Regions from separate parts of the Hordeum vulgare genome. Here region 2 is linked to region 1. A link is a contact called in public Hi-C data. All regions are on one chromosome and are shown on one strand. The core of a region is the stretch at or near the end of the contact, and the rest is flanking DNA. Distances in the headings are between cores, read along the strand shown. Region 1 has its middle 15 kb from the start of LOC123405601. Region 2 has its middle 260 kb from the start of LOC123404808.

Region 1 (7,729 bases), core at 3,030-5,529:
TGTTTATATAGACACCAGGGGTACCTAGGGTTACATATCGTCGGTTACATCCGAGAATAAACATGACAATATTATCATCTCCACTACGAACGCACATCAAAGCTTCAGAAGCTTCCATCCTGAACACGACGTCACCTTATTGTCCAGTCCTCCAATGATAGTCATAGAGCAGCCCATGAGTATGGCCCGTATAGATAGGTTGGCGGCCAGAGGACCCTTAGTCCCGGACTCCCTCACCCACCCCTAGCTGCATGGGCCTAAGAGGGGATGGTGTACATGGGCGAATAAGTCCAAAGCACCTCCCCTTACCTACTGTCGGCCTATGGGACGTGGTGGAACCCCTCATGGACTTACGGACCCTCCGGGATCCCCCGAAAGCTTCTCGGTACAACATCGAAAAAAACAAAACTTTCTTCCGGAATCCCAGAAACAACTTTCCATGTATAAATCTTTTGTTCTCTCCACCGTCTTCATCGACAATACGGCAACTAGCAAACAATCACTTTGCATTTCAACTTCTTAAAACTTTCATCGTTGGTAGGTTGAGTCATCTAGAATTTCTTTATTTGAGTCATGGTGGAAAATTGAAGCAATAAACTAATGAGTTGAAACAATGTTGATGTAACTTCGGTTTTATTTGTTAAGTTTCTACACTAGGATCAACATAGTTAATAGTATTTTCCTTCAGAAAGTGAGATCATCCTTTTCTTCTAAACTGTGAAATACCTACCGGCTAACGAGAACATGAATTAACCTAACTTTGGACCGGCTCAGCGTGATCCTAGCTGAAAATACAACTGAATGGGTCTTTTTTCTTTGCGAATGAGCCGACACGAATTATTGTTCTCAAGAATCGCCTTCTCACTCTATTGAATTACAAGAAAATCTATTGGCAAAAGAGATTCACCGTCAGACACTTTAAGTTCGGGGACGACAACACAAATTCTTCCACACTGTGGTCACAGAGAGGTTTCACATAAACTCCATTGCCTCCCTCCAACGCATGATCATGTTGGGCAAAAATCTGTCCTCTAGCAAACCTACAAGAATCGACTCGGCAAATCTGATCTAGTGGAAATACAGTTTGATCTACCTAGAATCACCAAGCAAATAGAAGGTCTTGATGAGCTCATAGTGCCTTTCGCAGAAGAGGAGATTGCCCACGTGGTTTGTGAGTTACCATCTGACAGAGCTCCTGGCAAGAGGGGCTTAACGGTTATTTTCTCAAGAGCTGCTGGCACATCATTAAAAGTGACTTTTACAAGCTATGTGCATTTTTTCACGAGGGCAATCTTGACTTAGAAAGGATAAATTTGGGCTTCATCACTCTAACCCCTAAGATCCAATCGCCGAAAGGCCCCAATGACTATTGACCCATCACTATATTAAATTGTTGCCTCAAACTTCTGACTAAATTGCTAGCCAACCCTCTATAGAAAGTGATCCTCAAAATCATTGAGTGTAACCAATATGGATTTTTGAAAGGTAGGTCCATCGAGGACTGCCTAGCATGGGCATTCGAACTCATCCACCAATGTGAGGCGTCAGGGAATGAGATTCTGATTATGAAACTTGAATTTGCCAAAGTGTTCGATATTATCGAACACTCATGATGTCAGGGATCATGAAACACATGGGTTTTAATGATCGATGGCTCGATTGGATCTAATGCTTGTTCTCTTCTGATAAATCATTAGTGTTGTTGAATGAAACACTCGGGAGACAATTTTTCTGTCGATGAGGGGTGTGTCAAGGAGACCCACTCTCCCCGCTTATCTTCGTACTCGCGGCGGATATTTTACAAGCGGACATCAATGATGCTCATGCAAGATGTTTGATTGCTAGACCAATCTCATGATAGTGATTACCCTCACATACAATACGCCAATGACACGATTGTGATCGTGTCGGCGAAGGAAGAGCAAGTGATCCACATGAAAAACATTTTGCAGAAATATGCCATGGAAGTTGGACTAAGGATCAACTTCCAGAGATACACCATAGTCCCATTCAATGTGCATGAGGATCGTGTGCCCATCCTTGCATCTCTGTCTGGGTGTGAAATTGGGACCTTGCCTTTTACCTACTTGGGGTTGCCAATGGGCACCACCCGTCCCTCTGTCAACGATCTAATGCATCTCGTTGCTTCCGTGCAAAGGAGGCACACCATAACTACATCCCTACTAGATTATGGCTCTAAGGCTGGCCATAGTGGAAGTAACTTAAGTAGTATCATAATCATGGGACTAGTAAACATGCTGATGTGGCAGACAATTAAAGAAGAGAGAGGGGGTTAAAGTAACATAGCTAGATACCGTAACATGTTAAATGTTATGTTACTATGTGTCTTGCATATCAATAAATTAGACCATTTATGATACTAGTTTATGATACTATGCATTATAAAGGTGGTATCATACCATAGTATCATATGCATGATACTACTATATGATACTTTTCACTATGACCAGCCTAAGCTCACGTTGGTCAACTTTGTCGTTACCTCACTGGCCATCTACGCAATATATGCTCCATCAGAATTCCCATGAAAATCTTGGAACACCTCACAAGCTTTACTAACACTATGTGGCGCCAAGGGATATTGTGTGCGGATCAAAATGCACGGGCGGGCTTGGTATATTGGATCTCAAAGTTCAAAATCGAGGGCTTGTCCTTAAACAAATGCATAAGTCTTACAACAGACTTCATGTCCCGTGTGTCACCTTGGTCTGGACTGCCTACTATCAGAACAGGATACCGCACGCATCCGTTGCATGTGGACCGTTTTGGTGGCGTGACATTCTTCAGTTGTCGGCAATTTACAAAGGGGTCACACATGTGGAGATTGGAGATCCATCTACAACCTTGTTTTGGGAAGACCTATGGTGTCATGATATTTTGTCTGAAAGACATCCAAGGGCCTTCTCATTTGCCAGGACAGAAGTTGTGTTCGTCAGAAATATTTTGACGACCCATGCCATTGGAGAAAACTTCCTCCTTCCGCTCTCACCGCAGGACAGACTAGAGGTCCAGGACATACCGGTAGAGGTTCAAGACATGGCCATTGACCTAGAACGGCCTCACAAATTGATCTGTACTTGGGGTGGATCACAGTTCTAGGCTAGCAAATATTACACCCATTGCATTTATGACATGCAGGCTGATGATCAGTTTTCTTGGCGATGGAAATCAAAATGCACAATGATGTGGAAATTCTTTGCGTAGTTGCTCCTGGCCCACCGAATCAACACGAGGGATATGTTGAGAAGGCATAACGTCCCACTGTAGGGTAATATCCACACTTGTTTGTTGTGCTCTAACCCCCCGGATGAAACACTTGAGCAACCGTTTTCCAGTGTCCATTCAGTGCTACCTGTTGGGACTCCTTTGGGATTGCTTGGCCAGCTGATGGGAACCGATTTCAGTTGCTTCATGCTGGGAGAAGCGAATGGACGAGGCCATTGTTCTTGGAAATATTTACCGTGACTGCATGGGAGATTTGGAAAGAACGCAACAATAAACATTTCACAGGGATTATGTTGTCTCATGCTTCTTGGTTGACCAGGTTTAAGGAGGACTTTGCTCTCATGAAACACGTAACCAAGGAAGGGCTACACCCTTTCATCGAACTATTCCTAGCCAGCACCTCCTAGTCTTGTCCTCCTAGGCTTGTTTTCATTTTGTCTTCCCTGCCCCCTCCCCCTTGTGTGATGTAAATACTTCTTGTAACTTGTACACTCTTCTATTGATGAACTGAAATCAGTGGGGGCTTACCCCACTGTCGAGAGCTTAAAAAATGTTAATTATTATTCAACCTGAGGGAGTCACCAACACGCTAAATCACTAACCGAGGAATACACCATTTAAAAATCACTCTTACCTCTTCACGTTGCGACAAGTGACGTCTTATATGTGTGTTGCTACCTCGGAGTTTTTCATTTCTCGTAGATCCGTATTTTTAAAATGTTTCATTTCCTAGACCGTGCGTTCAAATTTCGACCCGTTTTCTCTGTTGGGTTTCTGGCGTCGAGATTTTTAAAACTAGATCCGATAGTGATAGGTTTTGACGAAAAAAAATTCACGAAAAAAACGTGCCTCTCGCGATAAAATAAATAAAAAACGTGTTTTTTCGTGCTGTGCCTATTCCTTGATGCACTGTACCATTGTAGCTACATTGATCGCTACAGTAACAGAAGGAAAGAAGCCTTACGCCACATGCAGCAGGCCGGGCTGCCTGGGGCCTGTCTCCGCTGCTGCTCTTACCAACAGGGCGCTCAAAGTGGGCCGGCCAAGTAAATCTCGCTATGCGGGGCCAGCGGGGGTTCTTCAGGTTTTCTTTGGCACCCTAACTTCGGTCTTTTTCCTTCTTTGTTACTTTTTTTTTCTTTTTTTTCTTCCAATTTTTTTATTTTCAAAAGTAAGGAACATTTTCGAATTTTTACCTTTAAAAGTTTTAACTTTTCCTAAATTCGTGAATATTTTCAATTCATGAATATTATTTTAAACCCATGAACATTTTTCATATCCATGAACATTTTAATATTCAAAGCCATTTTTTCAATACGTGATTTTTTTAAATTCATTGTCTTTTGAATTTATAAAAAAATTCGAATTCATGAACATTTTATCATTGGCAAATTTTCTTGAACACATGAACATTCTTTAATTCAATGATGATTTTTGAATGCATGGACATTTTTTGAATTGGTGATCATTTCTTAGTTCACAAAATATTGAATTCTTGAACTTTTGTTGAATTCTCATTCATTTTTCTCAATTTACAAACACTATTTGAATTAGTGAGTTTTTGTGGGATATGTGATCTTTTTGAATTCATGAATATTTTTTAATTAGCGAATTTTTCTTGAATATGCGATCTTTTTCAATTCGTTTGTATTTTGAAAATTCATTAACATTTTTTTAATTCGTTATCATTTTTCAATTAAAATTTTGTTTTGACTACTTGAACACTTTTTGAATATGAACATTTTCTAAATTGGTAAATCTTCTTGCATACGTGAACACTTTTGAATGCACTTGTGTTTTTTCAAATTCAGGAACATTCCTTGAATTGGGGATCATATTTTTAACTCATAAAATTTGAATTCTTTAACATTTGTTTAATTCATGATTTTTTGTGAATTAGCAAATATTTCTTGAATACACAGTTCTGTTTTGAATTCATGAATATATTTTATATGTGTGAATATTTTTTAAATTTATGAACATTTTTAAGAAGTTCTGAGCATCTCTCAATTTGGGAAATTTTTAAAATTCATAAAAAAATCAAATTTGATAATTGTTTTGAGTTCACAAACTTACTTTGTAAGTCGCAAAGATTTTAGGGAGCATTTTTTAATTTGAAAAAATATTTTTAATTCATGACTTATTTTTAGTTCATGATTCTTTTTCCATTCTCGAATATTATTTCGAATTAGTGAAGAATTTTCAAATTAAAATAAAACCGACTTAAAATAAAAAAGATGATACGAAGAAAAAAATGAAAAAAGGGCTTGTTCACTTGCTGCTTCACGACCGTCGTGGTATGCTGACTCGCTAGAGTCGTTGGGCGCCTTTCTTGTTACACATGTCTTCGCCTTGCTAGAGATATTCTCTCCAGGTCAAGTGTGAGTCCATTCACACTTTCCTCTACAAGGTGCTTCTAATTGAATATAAGCTTTTCATGTTAATAAAAAGGGCAACCTTACGCGTCCGTCGGTGAATCTTTTTAAGAGATTCATCGCCTCGCGAGCCATTGTATTCAATATGGGATGGTCGTTAGGTTAAACTATCAGCTTTACAACAAGGATGATGTTTCGTTCTAACGGTTGCAATAGGGTTCATGTTTCAGAACTTCTACAACATATATATTGTTGCAGAAATTTTTCTGCAACAAAGCTAATGTTGCATGGTTTTTTAACTAAACTGTTTTGAAACATAACTAATGCTGTAGAAAATTTTCTTGCAACATCATTGTCGTTCACGGAGAGTTGTGTCAAACGATGCCGAGGAAGGAGAGGCGCCGCCCGTCCCCGTCGCCGACGAGCCATGGACCTCCGACGAGGTCGCATGGCCGCTCCTTTGCTCCGGTAAGGTGGGCGACGTGGTAGAGGCAGGCGGCAACAATGGAAACTGCATCCGACCGTGGCTCGCCAAGGTGGCAACCGCACCCAACCCCCTACTATAATGGAGCACCATGGCGGCCAACCGAAGACTCGGGCTCATGGCTAGTCGAGGACCACCTCGCTGGGTTGTGCTGCTAGCGCATACTACATGTGGCTTCTCTTGTTTCTCGAGATGAAAGGATAAGGGAGAAGCATGGGCAGGTTGTTGGTACGTGGTGAGGCACGTGTCACATGGACGGTGCAGCGGATCATTCCTTTAGGCCAACTCCAACGCACGACCCCAAATGAACGTGTGTTTCCTTCACTTTTTGTCTGATTGGGGTGGCAATGGGGCCGTGTCCGTCAGGATTTGTGGATACTCCGGTCGTGTGTCCAACGCGAGGCCCTGCATTTCGACCGCATATCGTCCTCGTGCATGCAAAAAACCGAATTGAACAAAGGATGTAGCTAAATGCAATGGCGGTAGTTCACGACGACGGATGTGTTCTTGCGAGTTCATGCCGACCGACAACAAAGCCAACGCTCTACATAATGGTCACCCAAATTTCATGCCGGAAACATAGCCAGCAGCCGACACACTAGCCAGCCATCAAAATGCACAAGTTTTGGGCCCCCCAACAAAGCAGCGGCCGGCACACAAGCCATCCTTCAAAATGGACAAGTTTTTGGCGCCGGCAACGAAGCCAGCGTCCGGCGAACCGGTCGAGATCTCACCTAGTTCATGTCGTCGTGAGTGAGCATCTCCCTTTGCCAGTTCACGAACCAAGCCTCCGCCTCCGGTGACATGTTGTTCTTGTCTACATTCATGAAGGCGAGTGTCACCTCTTTTTATTTGGTCTCAGCATTGGTTGCATCGATCTCAAGCTTCTCGATTTGAGTGGCCTCCCCGATGACAAGCTTCCTCCTCTTCACGACCTCCTCCTTCTCAAGCTTCTTCGTTTGGAGATCTAGGTAGATCTTCATTTTCTCCTCCTTCACTTTGCTCCTTCTCTCTTCCATCACTTTCTTTTGGCTCATCATGTTCTCCAATGTTCCTTCCAAGGCTATAGAATCCACATCACGCTTCTCGGCGGGCTTTGAGCTTGTATTCCCCCTCGGCCTCTTGAGAAAGTCTCCCTCGTCGGCCTTGACCGCCTTCCCGCCTTTCTTCTTACGAGCGGCATATTGGTCTTTGAACTTGGGGCAATCTTTTATGAGCTCGAACAATGTGTGAGAATAAACGACTTGTCCTTGTGACGGGCCTTGAAGGCTTCCAAAGATTGGAATGCCTACACAACCAAAGATGCGGCCACAATTGTAACATGGAAGAACACAAAATACATCGAAACATAAATTGCATGCCAACATCAATGGACACATGACGAAAATAATGAGAGGTTCATACCAAGTCATCAATGCCTAAGCAACTCACGGGACGGGCTTGAACGCTCTCAAGCGCGGCACAATATGTGTTGCACTCTTGTTGGATGAACCCTCATCTCTTTTGGATTGAATTGATGTCACGGGTGCTTGCAAATTGGTAGGGGAAACTTGCTTTGCTCATGAAAGGTGGTGTGAACTCTCATCCAAAAGACAGATCCTTTTTGCTCGACACCTTTCATAGG
Region 2 (7,729 bases), core at 1,603-4,102, 600 kb after region 1:
AAAGGCCCGTTTTCCACTAGTATGTCTCGGGATAGAAGAAACACAGCCGCAAAGAAAAAATTCAGAAGGTTAAACTCGTGATGCAACCTTTCCATGTACTATCCCATTTCAAACAATCGAGAACCTTCAAAGTATCGTTAGAATCTTCGGTCTCTCGACCTCTGATTGGTCGTGTAACATTTGAGAAAAACATTTCGACCATGTGTTCATATCATGTGAGACATCGGGTATCGAGAAGTATTAACGAAAAATATTAACTTCCCATGTACCATTCATATCCAGCAGCTCATCGACCCAATGCAATCTACATCTTCTTTCGGGAGATGATGTTGTAAGGTGTTTTTTGGGGAATCCACCAATCACTCCAGATTCTCAAGTGAGTGTCATTCCCTATGCGCCATACCAATCCCAATTTTCAACAACTCCAGTCCATATGTTATCCCTTGCAATTAAGATGGATTCCCCAATAACATTATATCCTCCAGCCTTCCACTAGGGCAATACTTTGCTCTCGATACTCTTGCACACAAGGCGTCTCGGATAGCAAGGAATCGGCATGACTCACGTGCAAGTAAGGCTTGATTAAAGAGAGGAAAGTTTAGAAACTCAATCATACCCATATTTTTTGGTGTGAGAAGATCGTCCCAAGACTTCCAATGTGCCTTCCACTTCGCCTTCTTAATGCCCCACCGGTATTTCTAATCATCTGACTAATATCATCACATAAACCCAAAGGTAACTTGAAGACACTCGTGATATATGTAGGTATGGGCTGAGCTATGGATTCTATGAAAAGCCTCCTCACCACCTTGTGATGGGCAACCCCAAAGGTAACATTATGTTAGTAAACTTTTCTTAGAAACTGCATCACGTAATAACATGTTAGCAGCGAGCGGAAGGTTACTAGCTTAATGAAATAATTTGGCAGAAGATTGTGTGCTTCCGTATTTTTCAGTTAATAAAAACATAAATTTGAGAAATATGGTTGGATGGTCGTCTTCCGCAATAGTGTCCGGACCGGTCCGTCGACGGATGCGGTGTTCGATTTGAGGGTCAGTGTTGGAGATGCCTTTACAAGTAATCACTCTCACTAGTATGAAGGAAATCTGAGTTGGGGAGATGATAATATCTAGTAAAGGTTGTAATCTGTTGACCAAAAACTTTGCAACAACCTCGTAGATTACATTGGAGAGGCCAATAGGGCAAAAATCTGTCAGTTTTGCTGGGTTTTGAACTTTAGGAATAATAACAACGATAAATATCATTCACATACTCTCACGTAACCCATGTAGAGAAGAATTCCTTTACCGCACCAGTTACCTTATTTTTCAACGTCAAACAATTCATTCAAAAGAATCTCACAGAGTTCATATCATCATTTACTAGAGCCTCGTGTTCACATCATCGTTGACCTGTCTATGAAACGATCAATAATAGGAGAACATGACTATGGAAAGATCAATGATAGAGAAACCATCACACAATGTATGCCGCTCTTCGCAAGTTTTTCTTATTTTTAGATTACAAATCATGTGAACGGAAGAGGGCCTGGAGTTAGCGAAGACTGGTAATCTTGAGGAGTTAGCGAAGACTGTCGTGGCCAATAATAAAGGGCTTGTTTCCGTATGCAACGGTCTGGTGTGATGGCCAAAAAAAAAAACTCTTAATTATGCTAGTTTTAGCTAGCTTATTATGTGTAATTATGTGTGGTGATGGACTGCCGGATCCCATTCGTTTAGCCCAAACAGAATAATGGACACTACGTGGAAGTAGTGTACGCCGCACCTGATTAGCATTATAGTAGCATATGCAGCCATGAGAGTACCTTTGAGTTGCTTCTCCACGAGTTAATCCCCGGTTTATAAAGCCAATGATTAGGAGACAAACCCGCTGCCTTTGCTTGGTGCTTAAGCCGATTAAAAGAAGCAAATGCACATCTACCTACGCTAGGGAGGCAAGAATCTATCCACACGAACCGATTGGTTTTGGAACAATCCACCACCACCCTGCAATGTCACGCAGCCAACGGATCCCCTGTCACTGCCACTGCCCCTGCCACTGCCACAAACAAAACAATGCCGGGTTTCGGATCCCGAGGCGCGCGCGGCACCACATCTCCCGAAAGCAGATTCCTGTAACGCCCAGAGCGGCAAACCCTATCGCGCCGGCGCGATCCTCGACGACGCAGGGACGGGGGCCAACCAACCAAAGCGAGAACGAAGCACGTCCGACGTGCCCTCCCCCGGCGAGCACGCATCCCCGCGCGGAGGGGTCAAGGCGGCACATCGAGCACGTCACCGCCGTACGGGCCGCGCAGCCTTACGACGGCGAGCGGGGCTTTTCCCCTCCTCCCCTCCCCCCCTTTCGCCTGCGCACAGGAGCTCCAGTACGTACGCCTCCAAAGCCGTGCAGGCTCGATCGATTCTCGGCGAGACCACCCCCGAGCCCCTGGGTTCGCGCGAGCGCCGCTGCTGCTGCTGCTTTTACTGTTGGCTGGTTGCCTCGCCTCGCCTGACGGCGCCGAACGTTTGGTTTGGTTTCGGTTCTGGGGCTGCCCGGCCCGGCTCTTCCTGGGTGAGCCTTTACGCGGTGGCCCGCGTGTCCCGCCTCCCCGGCGATAAGCCGCGCGCGTGAACAGCGTCGTCGGGCAGGGGAGGGAGAAAGCGACCGGACGGAGGCGATGGGGAGATGAGATGCCGGAGCGGACAGACCGAGGTTTTACGTGGGAAAGCGGGTGCAAGCCTTTCGTGGAAGCGGACGAAAGACCGCTCCAACTAAAGCTCGCACAGCGAATGTCATCACGTCGGCTTCGTGCTTCGAGTCCAAGAAAGGGACACACAGTGGAAACCGCCGGAGTGGATTCCGCTGTTGGACGGGCAAGCCTGGCCCATATCGGCCCACCAGTGCAGAGCCTTGCTTTAGCGCTCTCTCTAGAAAAGAAAAGAAAAAAAAAACGATAATGCTATCTCGCTGACGTTCCGTACAGAACGATCCCAAACGAACACATTTTGCTGGGAGTTTTAGCTGTCACACGAGATCAAAGGATTGCAGCTTTTCTTATTTTTTGCCTTAAATTTTCATTCCTCTCAGAACTGACATGCGTCACTGAAAAAATGCCATGCATGCACCTTCAAAAAACTAACAGTAAAAATGTTTGCAAATGTGAAATGTCACTCCTCACATCGAACGTTAGCCAGCTGTTCGGTAAAAAAAAAAAAAAAAAAAAGCACGACAACCGCGCAGGTGCACGGGCTCGGTTATGCACGGGCATCGCCACGCGCACGTAATGACAGTTGACACTTGACAGGAAACGAAAGCATGCTTTAGACCCATCTATCTTTTAAACAGTTTGATTTGATAACTGAACAGGAAAGTCTGGTAAGTACACACCCGATGGCACATGAACAGGGGAGCAAAGCGAGGAGGGATAAAGGATTACATCTACATGATGCATTCGCAGCGCATTACCTCTGGGCGATTAGACGGCCGGCGGGGCTGATCTGCTCATGCTAGGTCGACTGCCCGTTTGACCCCGCCGTCAAATCGGCCGCTGCGTCAGAATTCTTGGTTGTTTCGAGTGCATGATCGGCCATGCTGATGCATGCATGTGCGCGTGAGACGTGGCCATGCAGACGCAGGGCCCAGGAGCAAAGGTGAAGATTGGTGCACGTAACTTCACCATTGCCATTGCCGCTAGCTTTGCTTTCTCGCGGTCCGAGTCGAACACGTATGCTATGGCGATGCACGCGTGCTTGGAAAGGCTGGGAGTCTGGGACGTCCAATCTCACCTCCTCCTCGTCGTTGCAGGCATGTGGGCCTCTCGGTCGCGAAGGAATGCGTTGATGAACGGGCTTGAGGCTGATCATCAAGCTAAGTTGATTCGTCGTCTGCGCAAAGCAATATCTGCAGTGCAGACAGCTCCCTGGGACGTGATAACTCTCACTCATCGACAGGGTCTTGTGCTCTCAGGTAGAGTAGTATCTGCAAGCCGAGGCGAGTGCCCAAATGTTCAGAGCTCAGAGGAGACATCTGCAGGCAGTGGAGGTGCAGTCGTGCAGAGCTGCATCTGAAAGGTGAAAGCTAATTGGCAAACCACAGGACACAGTTTCAGTAGCATGCCAGCATATATACGGTCGAGTTGAAAGTAGGAGTGGTGCAGGCAGTGGAGGTCAGGTCTACCTGGCCAGAACTGCAAAACGATATCAATATCTGGTTAAGAACATACAGACAACTTATACGGCAGAGAGGTATGGGAGAAAGTGATGAGCATATCTGCTAGTACGAAGGTCAAAATGTGTGGTGCCGGACTGGTTTCTGCATACGACCGTCAAATTATTATTTTATGTGCTTACGCTAACAATTTTTTAAATAGTTATCCCTTTCGTTTCATAATATAACACGTTTTGCAAACTATTCTCATAAAATAATACGTTTCCGCAAGCTAAGATAGCTTGCAAATCCTCTTAAATTATGGGACGGAGGAGTACATCATCTTGCAGTATACACTATTTTTTAAATAATTAAAACTGCACAGAGCACTTAGGTTGTAAAAACAGTGCAGAGTTTAGCAAGCCGTTACTGGGTTGGCCCAATGATTTAAACTTTTTTGTACTCCCGAAGGAATTATAGGGAAACTCCTATTTAGCGCGTACGCCTCCAAACTAGCTGGCGCGTACCTCCGACAACGTTGCTCCTTTTTGGGCCGGCCTATTTCGGGGTTCCTTACCCACCGGTCTTTTTTTTCTTAGTTTTTGTTTTATCGTTCTTTTTTTCCTTTCCCTTTTCATTTTATCGCTTACCTTTTTGTTTATTTTTTATTTTTTATTTTAACTAAATGTTCTGCTCTTCCTTTTTCATTATTTTATTCATTTATTTCTTTTATTATACTTATCCCTTATTTTCTACTTTTTTCGGTCATCTTCTTGAATTTATGAACATACTTACTCATATCATGAACAATTTTCTGAAAATTATAAAAATTCTTTGACCTCTTATATATTATATAATTCACGATTATTTTCAAATTTTAGGGAACATATTTTGAATTGATGAACATATTTTTCAAGTTGCCAAACATTTTTGGAAAAAATGGACATCTTTTGTGAAACCAGTGAATGTTTATTACGAACCAGAGAATATTTTCTGAATCGACAAATATTTCCAAAAATTGGAGGAACATTTTTTTATAATTCAAAAACATTTTTTTTGTTTTGATGATACAATTTTTGAACACTTGAATAGTTATTATCAGTTAATTTTTTTGGATCAATGAACTTTGCTTGTAATTCATATTTTTTAAGTTTACTAAAAAAATATGTTTTTCAAAAACAATTTCTAATTTCATTACAGTTTTTGAATATATTAATATTTGTTTCGAAATCATAAATATTTTTAATTTCCCGAACATTTTGTAAAATTGTGAATATTTTTTGAATATGCGAACATTGTTTGTTAAGTCACAAGCATTTTTAAATCCATGAACATTTATGATTTCTTAAATATATTTTTCCAAATGCACATTTTTAAAAGTTTGGCACTTTTTCTAATCCGAAATTATTAAGAATAGCAAAAAACTAACACAAAAAAACGAAAAGAAAATGGAAAATGGAAAAAAATCGCAATCGAATGCATAGAAGGCCTCGTAAATGGGCCATGCTCGCTGGGGAGCGAGGGTTGCATGTTGTCCTCCGGTGCAACACGTCGAATAGGAGCTCCCGATTTAGACCCAGACCTTTTCATTCTGAGTGGACTTTCAAGCCCATCTCATTTACTCACTACTACCCGTGTCTCAAAATGTGACAAAATATATGATGTTTATTATACTGTATAGAGTAAAAAAAAGATGTCTTATGCTTTAATCATCAGGGCTATCTCTCACTTATTGTGAGGTGCCTCTCGCGATCGGTTGACATGTTGGACCCAACACTATAGCTTACCTAAGAAAAAATATAATTTCTTTTCCATTGATGTGGTGTTTGTATCGATCTTCATTAGCTTTCTCTGTTTTTTATTTACCCATTTGTCTGAGCTTCTTCACATTTTTAGATTTTTCTAGTTTTCTTTCTTTCTCCATTGGTCTTATTTTGTTTTTCTGGGTTCATTTTCTTTCATCTTTTTTTCTTACCTTTTGCATTTTACATCGCTTTTCTTTGTTTGTTTTTTCATTTTCATTTTTTACTTTTCATTTTATGTTTGAAAGAGATGTCTCGCTTTTTTCAATGCACACTTTACATTTTTAGTTTACATGTGTGCACTTTTTTATACATGTTGACCATTTGTTTTTCCAATACAAGTCTAGAACATTTTGTTTCTACATGTTCAAAGTTTTTAATACATGTTCAAAGTTTTTAATACAAAATCATATTTTTTAAAAGGCCGCGAACATATCTTCTTACACCCATGCATATTTCTTTAAAATGTCACATATATTTTACTGAATGGTAGGAAAACCATTTTTTAATTGACAAATTAAAACAGCAGAAGAGGCTCCTACTGTCGCTTCATTAAAAAAATATGTTACAAAGTATTTACAGAGCCATTGCTCAAGAAAGTAGAAGGAAGATCAGGGTATCTACAATGCAAGGTTGGTAATTATTCCTTCCACATAGGAGGACTTCTCTGGAGGTAATCTAAATTGCAGAATCTCCAGGTCATGCTTGAGCATCCTCAGCCAATCTTGTTGGGAGGGTTGTTGTCCATCAAAAATCACCTTGTTCCTTGTTTCCAAATATTCCAAGAGACCAATATGGTAAGTTCTTTGAATAGGGGATGATGTAGGGGAAAACATGTTTATGCATACAATTTTTTACATTGTATAATCATTTCCTTAATGTCACGGAGATGTTGTTTTTAAACACAGGAACATTTTTTAAGAAGCTGTGTACACTTCTTTTTTGAATGGTACAAAACATTTTATGAAGTATGTCCAAATAAGTTTACAAGGTTAAAATATATTTTTTAAATGTCACGATATTTACACAAATTGTATGAAGATTTCTTGAATATCTAAAATATTTGTTTTCAAATGCTATCATCATTTTTTAAGCTGGACAAACTTTTTTTTAGCATTGTACGGACATTTTTCAAATGTGCGGTGAAAATTTTAGAACTTTAAATCTAATATTTTCTATTCAGGAATGTAAATAAAATTAATAAAACAAAAAAGATAAAGTAAAGCGAAAAACAAAGTTGCCTCCCACGATAGGCCGACACAGTAGCGCATCACTTTAGGCGAGTGCACACTCACGCTCGCTATGAATGAGGTATAGTCGTGTCCTTTTTTTAATGCCCGCCCCTCCTTGGACAAACTAGTTTTCTACAACTGCCCTTGCAGAGTTAATTTGGTAGCAACGTAAATAAAACCAGGGAAGCAAACCGAGTCAGTTGATTTTCTGACGCAGATAAGGGCATGTGCAAAGGTTTAGACGGTTCTTGTCTATAATCTCTGTCCATGTCAGATTTAGTCTCTACTACTCCCTCTGTTTATTTTTACTCCGCGTATAAGATTTGATCAAAGTCAAACAACATAAAGTTTGACCAAATTTATATAAAAAATATGAATATCTACTATATTAAAATTATATAGCATGAAAATACATCTCGTGGTGCATCTGATAATATTGATTTCATGTTGTGAATGTTGATATTTTTAATATAAAGTTAGTCAAACTTTACAAAGCTTGACTTTGACCAAGTCTTATATGCACACTAAAAAGAAACGAAGGGAGTA

The links. Hi-C and Micro-C count contacts between places; a contact is called where the count stands out from the background.
Region 2: a Hi-C map of leaf shows a contact between it and region 1, with 2.4 times the contacts expected there. The contact joins two enhancer-like sites. A contact is called at or near these places in 3 of 6 Hi-C or Micro-C datasets (leaf and seedling).

What each region holds. Positions count from the first base shown.
Region 1 is chr6H:458,800,507-458,808,235 of MorexV3_pseudomolecules_assembly, forward strand. No RefSeq gene overlaps it. Among protein-coding and RNA genes, the nearest start is that of LOC123405601, 15 kb to the left of the region's middle. Within about 2 kb of position 4,280, at least 3 of the 3 cell types and tissues checked have open chromatin away from gene starts, as enhancers often do. A contact at or near this core is called in leaf and seedling, where this site is marked.
Region 2 is chr6H:459,404,944-459,412,672 of MorexV3_pseudomolecules_assembly, forward strand. No RefSeq gene overlaps it. Among protein-coding and RNA genes, the nearest start is that of LOC123404808, 260 kb to the right of the region's middle. Within about 2 kb of position 2,853, at least 3 of the 3 cell types and tissues checked have open chromatin away from gene starts, as enhancers often do. A contact at or near this core is called in leaf and seedling, where this site is marked.